2 separate regions of the Hordeum vulgare genome follow, and region 2 is linked to region 1. The links are chromatin contacts, called in public Hi-C maps. All regions are on one chromosome and are shown on one strand. Each heading gives the region's core, a stretch centred on a gene start, on an enhancer-like site or on the middle of the called end of the contact. The rest is flanking DNA. Distances are from core to core; before and after follow the strand shown.

Region 1 (5,537 bases), core at 2,263-4,762:
TTTTATAGTGATAGTCCTGGTTTGAACCAGATTTACACACACACCCTGCCATGGCAGCGAAAACAGGCTGCCGTGGCAGAGAAACGCTGCCATGTCAACGAAAACGGGTTGTCGTGCAAGAAAAACGCTTCCATGGGTTGGTCTATCGAAAAAATGTATCCACCCTTCACAAACTGAAGGGCTTAGAAAAAACAGTTGTTTCTCACAGGTATTTCCCACTGTTGTCTCGGATGCCCCGTTTCGTCCACAGTCCAGCCGGCAGGATAACCATTGCATCGCCAGGTAGGCCCATGAACCGTGAAATCAGGATAGGGAAAATCATGAATCGGGTGCAAATCAGGGTTGCAGCTATTAAATTTGGTGCATCGGGTCGACACAACTACAAGGTTCTAAGAATTTACTTTATTAACTAACCATAGGTATGTGAAATTAGTAAACCTCAACTAGTACCACTAGAACCTGCATACTCAATACCTTTTATTCTACCTCCCTTCCTAATCAAATATTTCTTGGTACCAGATGGAATCGTATTCTTCTAACACAAATAAGGTATGTTCAATATGGTCTGAAGATGGTGAAGAGAACATATTTTCCAAATAAATACATGTGGCTTGGAAAGTAATTAGCCTACATATAGCCCTGTTATGAAGAAAAAAATACCCGCAAATCTTTATCTGAGCATTTCTTATACATGTTGTTCAGACGATAAAAGAATTACAAGCCTTTTTTTTCTGTATCACCTTTCCACCCCCATTGTTAGTTTATCCTTGCTCTTCCTTTCTTCTTCCATCATCATGATCCCCGTTATATCTTCTTTTTATACTTACCCTGGTAACTTTAGCATGCATTGACATTTGAGAAAGATATTCATTCGCTTGCACCATGGTTCACGACTAATAAAAATAAAAGGAAACCCTGACTATCGCGTGTGTTGATCCATGTTCAGTATTCCAGACGGATGGATTATCATGGAAAGAAACAAGGAATGAAAGGAAGTTCTGCCTGACCTCTGGTAAAAGTTCAAAAGATCAATAATTTGGTCGCTGATGCCATGTGAATATTTTATTTGAAATCTGCAAACATAGATAGAGGAAACACGAAGTGAAAAACAGGCTTATCAAAATACACACGATGATAGGGACACAAACCACAGAAGTAAAGATCCGTTCATGACCTTGTAAGGCTTCAACTTGGACCTATCTAAAGATTTTCATTTCAGGTGCGATCGACTGCTAGAACCTCAAGAATGAGACATTTCAACAACACTATATCCTGAAACTTTTGGGACATGTCGTTGCTTCATGGAGTCCCTTAGGTCATTTACTGATTGCCACATCCCTTCTTTAGCATATATGTTAGATAACATAGTTTGAAACCCGTCATGGCGAGGATCCAGATTGACAAGCTTCCTGCCCACCCTTTCTCCGACCTCATTTTCACCATGCTTCCAGCAGGCACCAAGCAATGCACCCCATGCTGGAACATCAGGTGACATGGGCATGCTCTCAATCAGATCCTCAGCCTCCTTAACATATCCAGCACGTCCAAGAAGATCAACCATGCATCCATAGTGTCTGATGTTTGGCACAATTTGGTACTTGTGTTGCATCAATTTGAAGAAGTGGCGGCCCTCCTCAACTAGGCCGGCATGTCTGCAAGCACTCAAAACTCCGGTGAAAGTTATCTCATTCGGGATGGCAGTGCTGGATGCTTCCATCTCTGAGAAAATCTCAAGGGATTTCGTCACAAGGCCGTTCATGGCCAACCCTACAATGACAGCATTCCAGCAAGGTGCTCCCTTTTCTTCCATTATGTTGAAGACGTCCATTGCAGCTTCCAAGTATCCACACTTCATGTACATGTCAATGAGGCTAGTCCCAAGTACAAGAGTGATGTAACATTTGTTTTGCCTTACGTAATCATGCACTGACTTTCCTTTCTCCAAAGCAGACAGATTAGTGCATGCAGATATAACACTAACAATAGTAACCTCGTCGGGCCTGACTCCCTGGGCTCGCATGTTATCAAAGACAGTGAGCGCATGTGAGGATTGGTTATTCTGCACACAGCCAGAGATCATTGTACTCCAAGAAACATTGTCCTTGTCAGGCATTGCACTGAACAATGTCATTGCATTTTCGACATGACCATTCTTTAGATAGCCTGCTATCATCGAGTTCCAGGAGAACTGGTCCAAGCAGTCACCGCTGTCAAACAACCTCCGTGCTGCAACAACATCCAGGCAACATGAGTACATGTGGATCAGAACATTCTGAATATTTAGCAGTGAACAAAGGCCAGCCCTGATAACCAGTCCATGGCACAGTTCCCCATTTCGAATCACTTCCGACTGTGCACAAGCGGCCACTACACTGACCATCAGCGCCTCATCCACAGGCCACATCTCTCGACGCATGCATGAGAACATGTGCAACGCCTCCGCAAACATGTCGTTCCGCTCAAAGCATGAAATCATGGCAGTCCACGTGAAAATATCCCTGCACTCAGCCTCGTCAAACACCCCTCTTGCCTCTTCCACCATACCCCTCCTCCCAAACAATGACACCATGGAGCTCACCGCTGTGGCATTCCGCTTTGGCATCCGTGCAAACACCCCAACCGCCTGATCAACGTCCCCTGCATGCACGTACGCAGCCAGGATGGTGTTCCACGAAACAGCGTCCCACACAGGCCCTGCGTCGAACACCCTGCGTGCGTCCCAGAGGCAGCCGCAAACAGAGTACATATGCATCAGGGCGTTCCTGAGGTACAAATCGTCACCAAACCCGTGCCTGATAGCGTGTGACTGCACCTGCCTGCCTTCACTTACGTCCCTCCTGGCGGCGCAGGCGGCGGCGAGGATGGGGTGGGTGTAGGTGTCGGGGGACGCCGGCAGGGAGGTGTAGAGTGGTAGGCAGAGGTGCGGCATCCCGGCGAGCAGGGCCGCCTTGAGGAGCGTATTGCAGGAGAAGGCGTTGGGGCAGCGGACGAGTCGGAGGAGGCGGAACGAATGGTGGATTGGGAAGGGGAGGAGGCGGGTAGCGGAGGTGAAGAGGAGGAGGCGGCTGGCGGCGAAGGCATCGGCGAGGAGGCCGGAGGCGATGAACTGGCCGTGAATCTGGAGGAGATGGCGCACGGAGGAGCACCGAGCGAGTTGCGCGTCTAGGAGAGACACCGTGAGCATGGCCGGCGCTACGGCGGCAAGCGCCACCAGCTGCAGGTTAGGACTTCTTTGCGCGTAGGCTATTTGTCAGTTGTCTGAAAAAGTAATTTGGGTCAGTTGATTTTTCTCCCTCCCTTTCTTCAGTCTGTGTTGCTGTACTGTGCAGCCCAACCAAAACCGAACTACTCCAGACCGAACTACTCCGATGCTGTTCCTTATTATCCTTCTTCCCTGCAACGGGGGAAATCCGGCAAGTTGGTTCAGACAGTGAGAGCAATTTCAACGGGTCGATCCAAACAGATGGCGATTTTGTTCGACTTTTATCGTTTGAGTCAGTCAGGCGGACACGAACGTCCGCTTCGATGTTTCGGTCGACGCATGTGCCCAACGCTGGCTCGACCCATTTTTGTTGACGTGCATCAAACATGCATAATATTAACGAAAATGACCGTTTAAATATTAAAAAAGCCGGCCACGAAGGCCGACGAGAGTCCACGCGTTACATTATTAATGAAAAATAAGAAGAAAAAAACCTAGGCGTCCTCGGCAGCGGCGTCGAGGTCGGGATGTGCCGGAGCGGGGACGGGCTCCGCCAGCGCGGGTAGTGCTGGTGTCGGCGGTGGCGCAACAGCACGGGCACGCTCGCGCGCCTGTTGCATCGCCATCTGAGCTTTAAGGTAGACGCCTCCTGTGGAAGAAGCGCACTGGCGCGGACAACGAGGGTGTTCGAGAAGAAGCCGGGCGTAGCACGGGCGCGCTAGTGCGCCAGGTGCATCGCCCTCGTAGCCTGCAGGTAGGCGACCTCCTCTGACAGCATCGCACTAGAATAGACGACGCTGTTGTCGCCGTTGTCCATGGCTGCTGGGTCGTCGATGAGGAAACAAAGGGGTGACGAGATGTGGACGGGCGGGCTTCTGAAAGCAGATGGCGGAACCCACCGCACGCTCGGATTAAAAAAGACCGGCCGCGGTCGCCGACGCGTGGGCCCGAGGATGGCGGCCGTCATAAATTATATTGACCGCGGTGGTTGGGGGCGGACACAAAGGGGGCGCGCGCGTCCGCTTCGCGTCCGTGTTGGCGCATTTCAGTTCCAAATTTAGGCCGGAAATGGGTCGGCGCGGACGCGAAGCGGACGCATTTTGACAATGGGTCGGCGCGTTGGGCCATCATTTTTGTCCGCGCCGACCCAAACGGACGGCGGCGGACGAAATGGGCCGCCCCATTAAAGTTGCTCTGACGACGCTATGGCGTCGTTACCTTCTTGGAGGCACTGTTCGGGGTGCTCGCGGAGTCCCACTACAGTGTTTAGTGCTAGAGTTGGCCTCCTCCTAGAGTGTGGGCCCCTAAGGCTCAATGTACACTGATGCGGCATCTCTTCGACGACGCTTACCTCAGGTCCAGTCGGGTCCTGCTGTCCACTCGTCACTTTCTTCGTCGACATGGATGGGTTGTACGCTGACACGTGATTGCCTGGAGTTTAGTTTATACTTTAAGTTGTTTGCTACGGTTGTGATGCGGTCTTGTGGCTCTGCGTCATCACCTCTCGCCATCTTGACAAAGTTTAGGCAAGGTTTGTCCTTGTTGTTGTGCATGTGGTTGTGCGTTGTAAGCCGGTTGGCAACTTTTATATGTTTTTTAGTCTGATTTTTCTTATAAACTGAATCAATCCTTCTTTATACCACGAATTTAGCAATGCTTTTACTGTGACACTCAAAAAAGACCAATGGATAGTCAACACACAAGACTCAGCCATTCAGGCATGTTGTCACGTCCGTCCATTTTTATATTATAAAACTGATTTATTTTATGAATATATGATGATATGAAATATGAACATTAAATGTGAAAAATAAGTTGCTTGGAATTTAAGAACAACATACAAAATATTTGAATTAGCAAAAGAGAGCATCGGTACTTGTTTTAGCACCGTAATGTGTGCAATGTAGTTGTAAGATGAGTCGCAAAATCTAATTCTAGCCTGCTAGGTGTTTTAGCTACAACGTTATATTAGAGCATCTACAATTGATCTGAATAAATTTAACACTCTATATGTCTACGTCCGGAACACTTCAAATGCTCATTGCCCGTGCATGCAACCTCATTTTTTCTCTATATGTTTGTTTACATATATGAATGACGGAGATGCAAAGAGAGAGAAAAAAGAATAAAGAAAAAAAAAGTGGTTCGGGGTGGGTCAAATCTTACTTGGTGGACTGTCCTCTAACAGCCCGAGACCGATGCTCCACAAGATTCTCCTTTTATTCTGTTGTCGTCGTGTTAATTATTTGTTTGTCGCATTCATCATTGCATCATGCGCATCATCCGCATTGCATCAGCACTTCGTTGCCGTCAATTTTCAAAACTTGCATCAGTT
Region 2 (5,031 bases), core at 2,310-4,809, 420 kb after region 1:
CTCATGTCTATGGTTAGGAAACCTTAACCATCTTTGATCAACGAGCTAGTCTAGTAGAGGCTCACTAGGGACACAATGTTGTCTATATATTCACACATGCATCTAAGTTTCCAATCAATACAAGTATAGCAGGGATAATAAACGATTATCATGAAAAATAAAATATGATAATAAACAATTTATTATTGCCTCTAGGGTATATGTGACCATGGGACGGGCCTGATCCATTCCTAAAAAAGCCCATAGCAGAAAACTAAGGCCCAGGCCCGGCCCTGACCCTACCATCGGGCCTACTTTCCAAGCCCAAGCCTGACCCATCTGTTGAGAATCCTGTCGGTCCTAGGACTGTGGGCCGGGCCCGTTCCTTAAAATCTTAATATGTCAAGCCCAAGCCTAGCCCGACCCTACTCGTGGGCTCAAAACTCAAGCCTAAGCCCGGCGCACGGGCAAGCCCGTCGGGCCTAGGCCCTGGATTTTCGGGCCGGGCCAAAGATGGCCAGGCATACTCTACTGTATATTTCCAACAAGTTTTACCCACTTTACTTAAAGTATATGCCAAAATTGTAATGAATTTTGTTTGGTTTATATGAAATCCAATGCGTTTGCATGAACTTCATCCAATTTGTTAAAAAACTGTTTAAAATGTATGCGAACAACATTGAATTACCGCCTTCTGCATCAATGTCTACTGGTCCATGTCCGGGGAAAGACACCGGAGGAAATTTGCGAGTCGTTGAAGAGGCCCGTAGAGCAACTCCAATGGTGCGACCCATTTCGTCCGCCGCCGTCCGTTTGGGTCGGCACGAACAAAAGAGGAGGCCCAACGCGTCGACCCAAACCCAAATCGAGTCCGCTTCGCGTCGCGCGGACGCATTTGCGGCCCAAATTTGCGCCCCAAATGCGTCGCCGCGGACGCGGAACGGACGCCACATGCGCCTTCTCGGTGTCCATCGCGTCCCCACCTGGTGGTCGTCCAACTGCCCGCGACCTACCTGGTCAGCTTAATTTATGACCTTGGGCCCATGCGTCAACGACGACGGTTGTCCTTTTCTAAGCCGACCGTGCGGCGGGGCCGTCCTCATCCGCTTCCAGCGAGCCCCCGTGCCCATCTAGCCACACTCGCTCCCCCGTCGCCAGCAAGCCCTAGCCACCCCAGCCGTGCCAGATGGTGCTCTTCTCCCGTGCCGGTAGCAGCAAGGCCAAGGGAAAGTCCCCCGCCATTCCATTCCTTTTCCCTCGGAGTTCCTTCCGCCTCCGCCGACGTGAGCTCGCCGGCTGAGGTAGCACGTCAACGTGCCACTGCACCAGACGGAGTGGCACTGGTAGTACCGCATGCCCGTCCCATACCTCGATGCCACCCTGCCGCACGACTTGCACCTGGATTCAGAGAGGATCCCAGTGCCGGCGGCGCCGTGGTCGGCTAGGGCGCATGAGGAGGAGGTGCGGCGTCGGCAGGCGCTCCTAACGCCGGAGCAACGCCGTGACCCCGCCTACGCAACCGAGTCGCCCAACTGGGCTAGCTAGTTCGCCTTCGAGCACGAGGAGCGCTAGGTGACGCAACGTTCACGAAGTCGACCGCACCGTGCCACCGCCCCCGCTCGTCGTCCGCGAGGAGGACCAGACGGCCCTTGCGGTGGTCTACCGGGAGAGCAAGGTGGACGAGCGGCGTAGGGCGGCGGCGGCCGAGCAAGAGGAGGCGGCCATGGCGCACGCCATGGCCCTCTCCGCGGCAGGCGACTGCGTCCTGCCGCCGGTGACCCCGCCGTCCCTTGTCAAAGCCGAGCCGGAGCCGGAGTCGTCCCCCATCGAGTGCTACTCCTGGACGGGAGTATTGCGCGAGTGGGTCAGCGCGCCACCGGTCTGGGTTGGGGCGACGCCGGCGCAGGAGGCGGCGTACCTCGAACATTGGCGCCAGCAACGACTGGCTGAGGAGCGCTACCACGGCGAGTACCTCGAGATGCTCGAGCGCGAGGCCGAGGAGGAGGCGCGCCAGGCCGCGGCGGCACAGCCCGCGCCCGACATGAACGCCCTCTGGAACACGACGTTTCCCTAGGCCGGCCCTGGGCCGACGCTCATCGACCTCACGGACCCCGAGGAGGACGATGACGACGCCTAGGGCAGCGCGACGCCTCGTAGTTTAGTTTGTTTTTTATTTTTTTTAAATGCAAATGTGGACGAGTGGACTCTCGCCGGCCTTCGTGACCGGCTTTAATGTTTAATTAATGTTGTTTTTATTTTAAATATGCGTGTATTCTTTTTTTTTTCTCGCGCCGACAAAATAGGTTGGACCAGCGTTGGGCGCATGCGTCGACCCAAACGCGGAAGGGGACGTTCATTTTCGTCTGACCGACCCAAACGGACAAAATCGTCGTCCATTTTGGGTCGCCCGTTGAAGTTGCTCTTCTCCCCTAATAATAAAACGCGTAGCGCTTCTGCCGTACGTCGTCGGTCATTTTGCAGAAAAACCCTTGCGTTTTCCACAAATCAACCCGTAGTCCGGATATAAGTGACAAGCACGAACCTTTTTTTGTTGTCTTGCAAAAAGACCTTCCTGTTTTCATGAAATCAACCCGCAATCCGTTTTGTCCGCATTTTACAGAACAAACCCTAACTTTTACGATATTATACGTACGTATCTCCTGTTGCACGCAAGTTAATGATGTGAATCATCATGCAGGTTTTTTTAACATTGTGAATCATGTAGGCCATCAAATTGTTAGTCCTGCGATATACTTCTATTTTGTTCCTCCGATGCTTCTTTGAGGTGTAAATACCTTGAATTTTCACATATTAAAAACAATGTCCGTGAATTTAGAAAATAGATTACTGATTTATAAAAATATTTGTTTATTCAGAAAAATTTCATGCGCTTCAGAAAATGTTTGTGAATTTTAAAAAAATCCTTCAAGTTCAGAAAATATGTTCGTCTATGCTAGAATTGTTCACCAATTCAAAATAAAATACTTAAAACCCGTTTAAAATAAAAAAAACATGATTTTTTGTAAATGTTTGTGCCGGGTGGATCGGATTATTATTGCATGTTTTCTATAAAACATTCTTGAAATTCAGAATAATTCTTTCAATTACCAAGATTTTGTACAACCATGATATATTTTCTTTAAAATGTAAAGCTTGCTTCAACTTGTGAATAAATTTAAAAGAAGAAATATTTTCTTGTTTTTATGCATAAAATTTTAAAATCAAGTGATGATGTGTGAACATAATGTGATCATCATCATTGGAGATTATAATATTTTTTTTCTCCCGTTGCAACGCACGGGTCTTTTTGCTAGTAGCACCTAGAGGTGATGCTCACCCATCTATTACACCTTGGAAGTTAATTTTTAGGTAGCCGGAGAAAAAAAAAGACGAGAAATCTTTCCCACCTAAATCTAACCTAACTCTTTCAGTTAGACTGTCACTTGCAAATCGCACCGACTGTGGGTCCCGTTGTCCATCGCCGGTGGCCCCGCATGCAGTGTCTGCGCGACTCTCCGTCCGTCGTATCACGCGTACCTCCATCCATCCTCGTTCCCACCTCGCCGTCCGCTTTAAACCGGAGAGGCCTTTTTGCTCTCACGCAAAGCCGCGCTTATTTTCTCTCGGTTACCTAATTTTTGCCCCCTTCTCCTCCGATTCGCGTTTGGATCCCAGCGCCAAAGCTTGGCGGATGCTGTAGAAATGGCGGAGGCGCTCGCGTCCGCGGGTGGGCTCGCCATGGCGGCCTCGACCTCTTTCACGCCCGGCCAGGTGAGCCCTAAATCGCTCCTCGATCCGGTGTCGGTGCGGCATTGCTGCTCCATGCGGATTCCTTGGGTGCTTGCTGGAGCTTGGAGGCGATTGGCGCGGGGCTGGAGTGGTGATGGCGGGGATTTTAGGGGTGGTGGTGGTGGTGGTTTTGGGGGGGGGGGGGGGGGGCACAAGACTGCAGGGTGCGCTTTCTATCTAGGTGGTTGAAAAGAAGTGCTGGAGATGGCATGGTTGTAGAATTTCCTCATGGGATTCAGCCGTGCTTTGTCTTATTTGACGGATTCCGAGATTGGTCAGTGAAATGGTTGCTGGCTGTGTTGCGCTCGCGCTTGGTTGGTTATTGTTGTCAATGTGCAAGTATTGCCCGTAGGTTAGGATTTAGTGCTATTCTGATTGAAGGGGAACCAGTTAACCTCACTCAGGATTGTGGTCAGTGAAATGGTTGCTGACTGTGTTGCGCTCGCGCTTGGTTGGTTATTGTTGTCAATGTGCAAGTATTGCCCGTAGGTCAGGATTTAGTGCTATTCTGATTGGAGGGGAACCAGTTAACCTCATTCAGGACAGATTACTGATGTGTGTCTTGGAATGGTAGTATTTAATCTGGGTTGGATTTTTAAGCTGTACGAACACATTGATGGATGAGGGATGTAGATCTGGAGACATCAGATGTTAAGATAGCCATTAAGATCAGCATGGATTTCTCTGTTGTATTCTTGGTGAATATATGCTCATACTAGTGATTCAGTGAGTGTATGCTAACCCACTTTATAGGTTTCACTATTCAGTCTATTGGATTGAATGTTGATGTGCTTGTTTTCTATACATGATTGTTCCTTGAGTTTAGTAACCGGTGTGAGGTTCAGTGGGCCAATTAATTAGTATGCAAAACTCTAGAGTATTGTGGATTGCAATAGTACAAGGGCTGAAGTTTAAACAGCATGTCTAGAAGGCTTTTTGTAACTCCCCCTAACTAAGTATGCATAGTGATGCTATTATCCCCCCATGAAGTTATATCTTTTATTGCAGATACTATAACTTATTTATTTTTTGGGACATCGATCATTGGAACTGACAGAACTTGTTTTGTACTTCATCCCAGCTTTCTGCTTTTCTGGGATTTCTTTGGGTTCTTGCGGCCTGGGTGTATGCGGAGGTTCTCTTTCATAGGAAGAATGCTGCTTCACTTAAAACGTGAGTAAATTCTATTTTGATCATGGGAATGCTGCTAAGTGGTATCTCCCCTTGGAATGTGGTCTCTGAGCAGAAATCTCTGCTTATGCT

The links. A called contact is a pair of places that touch in the nucleus more often than the background predicts.
Region 2: a contact with region 1 is called in a Hi-C map of leaf, with 6 times the contacts expected there. The contact joins the promoter of LOC123448798 here to the promoter of LOC123448797 in region 1. A contact is called at or near these places in 3 of 6 Hi-C or Micro-C datasets (leaf and seedling).

What each region holds. Positions count from the first base shown.
Region 1 is chr4H:419,178,024-419,183,560 of MorexV3_pseudomolecules_assembly, forward strand. It overlaps LOC123448797 (pentatricopeptide repeat-containing protein At1g08070, chloroplastic-like), which reads right to left and starts at 3,513. Exons shown (of 6, transcript XM_045125814.1): 1 at 1,175-3,513; 2 at 1,008-1,073. The coding sequence starts at 3,184. The coding sequence ends at 1,241.
Region 2 is chr4H:419,593,974-419,599,004 of MorexV3_pseudomolecules_assembly, forward strand. LOC123448798 (protein REDUCED WALL ACETYLATION 1-like) reads left to right here and starts at 3,560. Exons shown (of 15, transcript XM_045125816.1): 1 at 3,560-3,750; 2 at 4,850-4,941. The coding sequence starts at 3,682.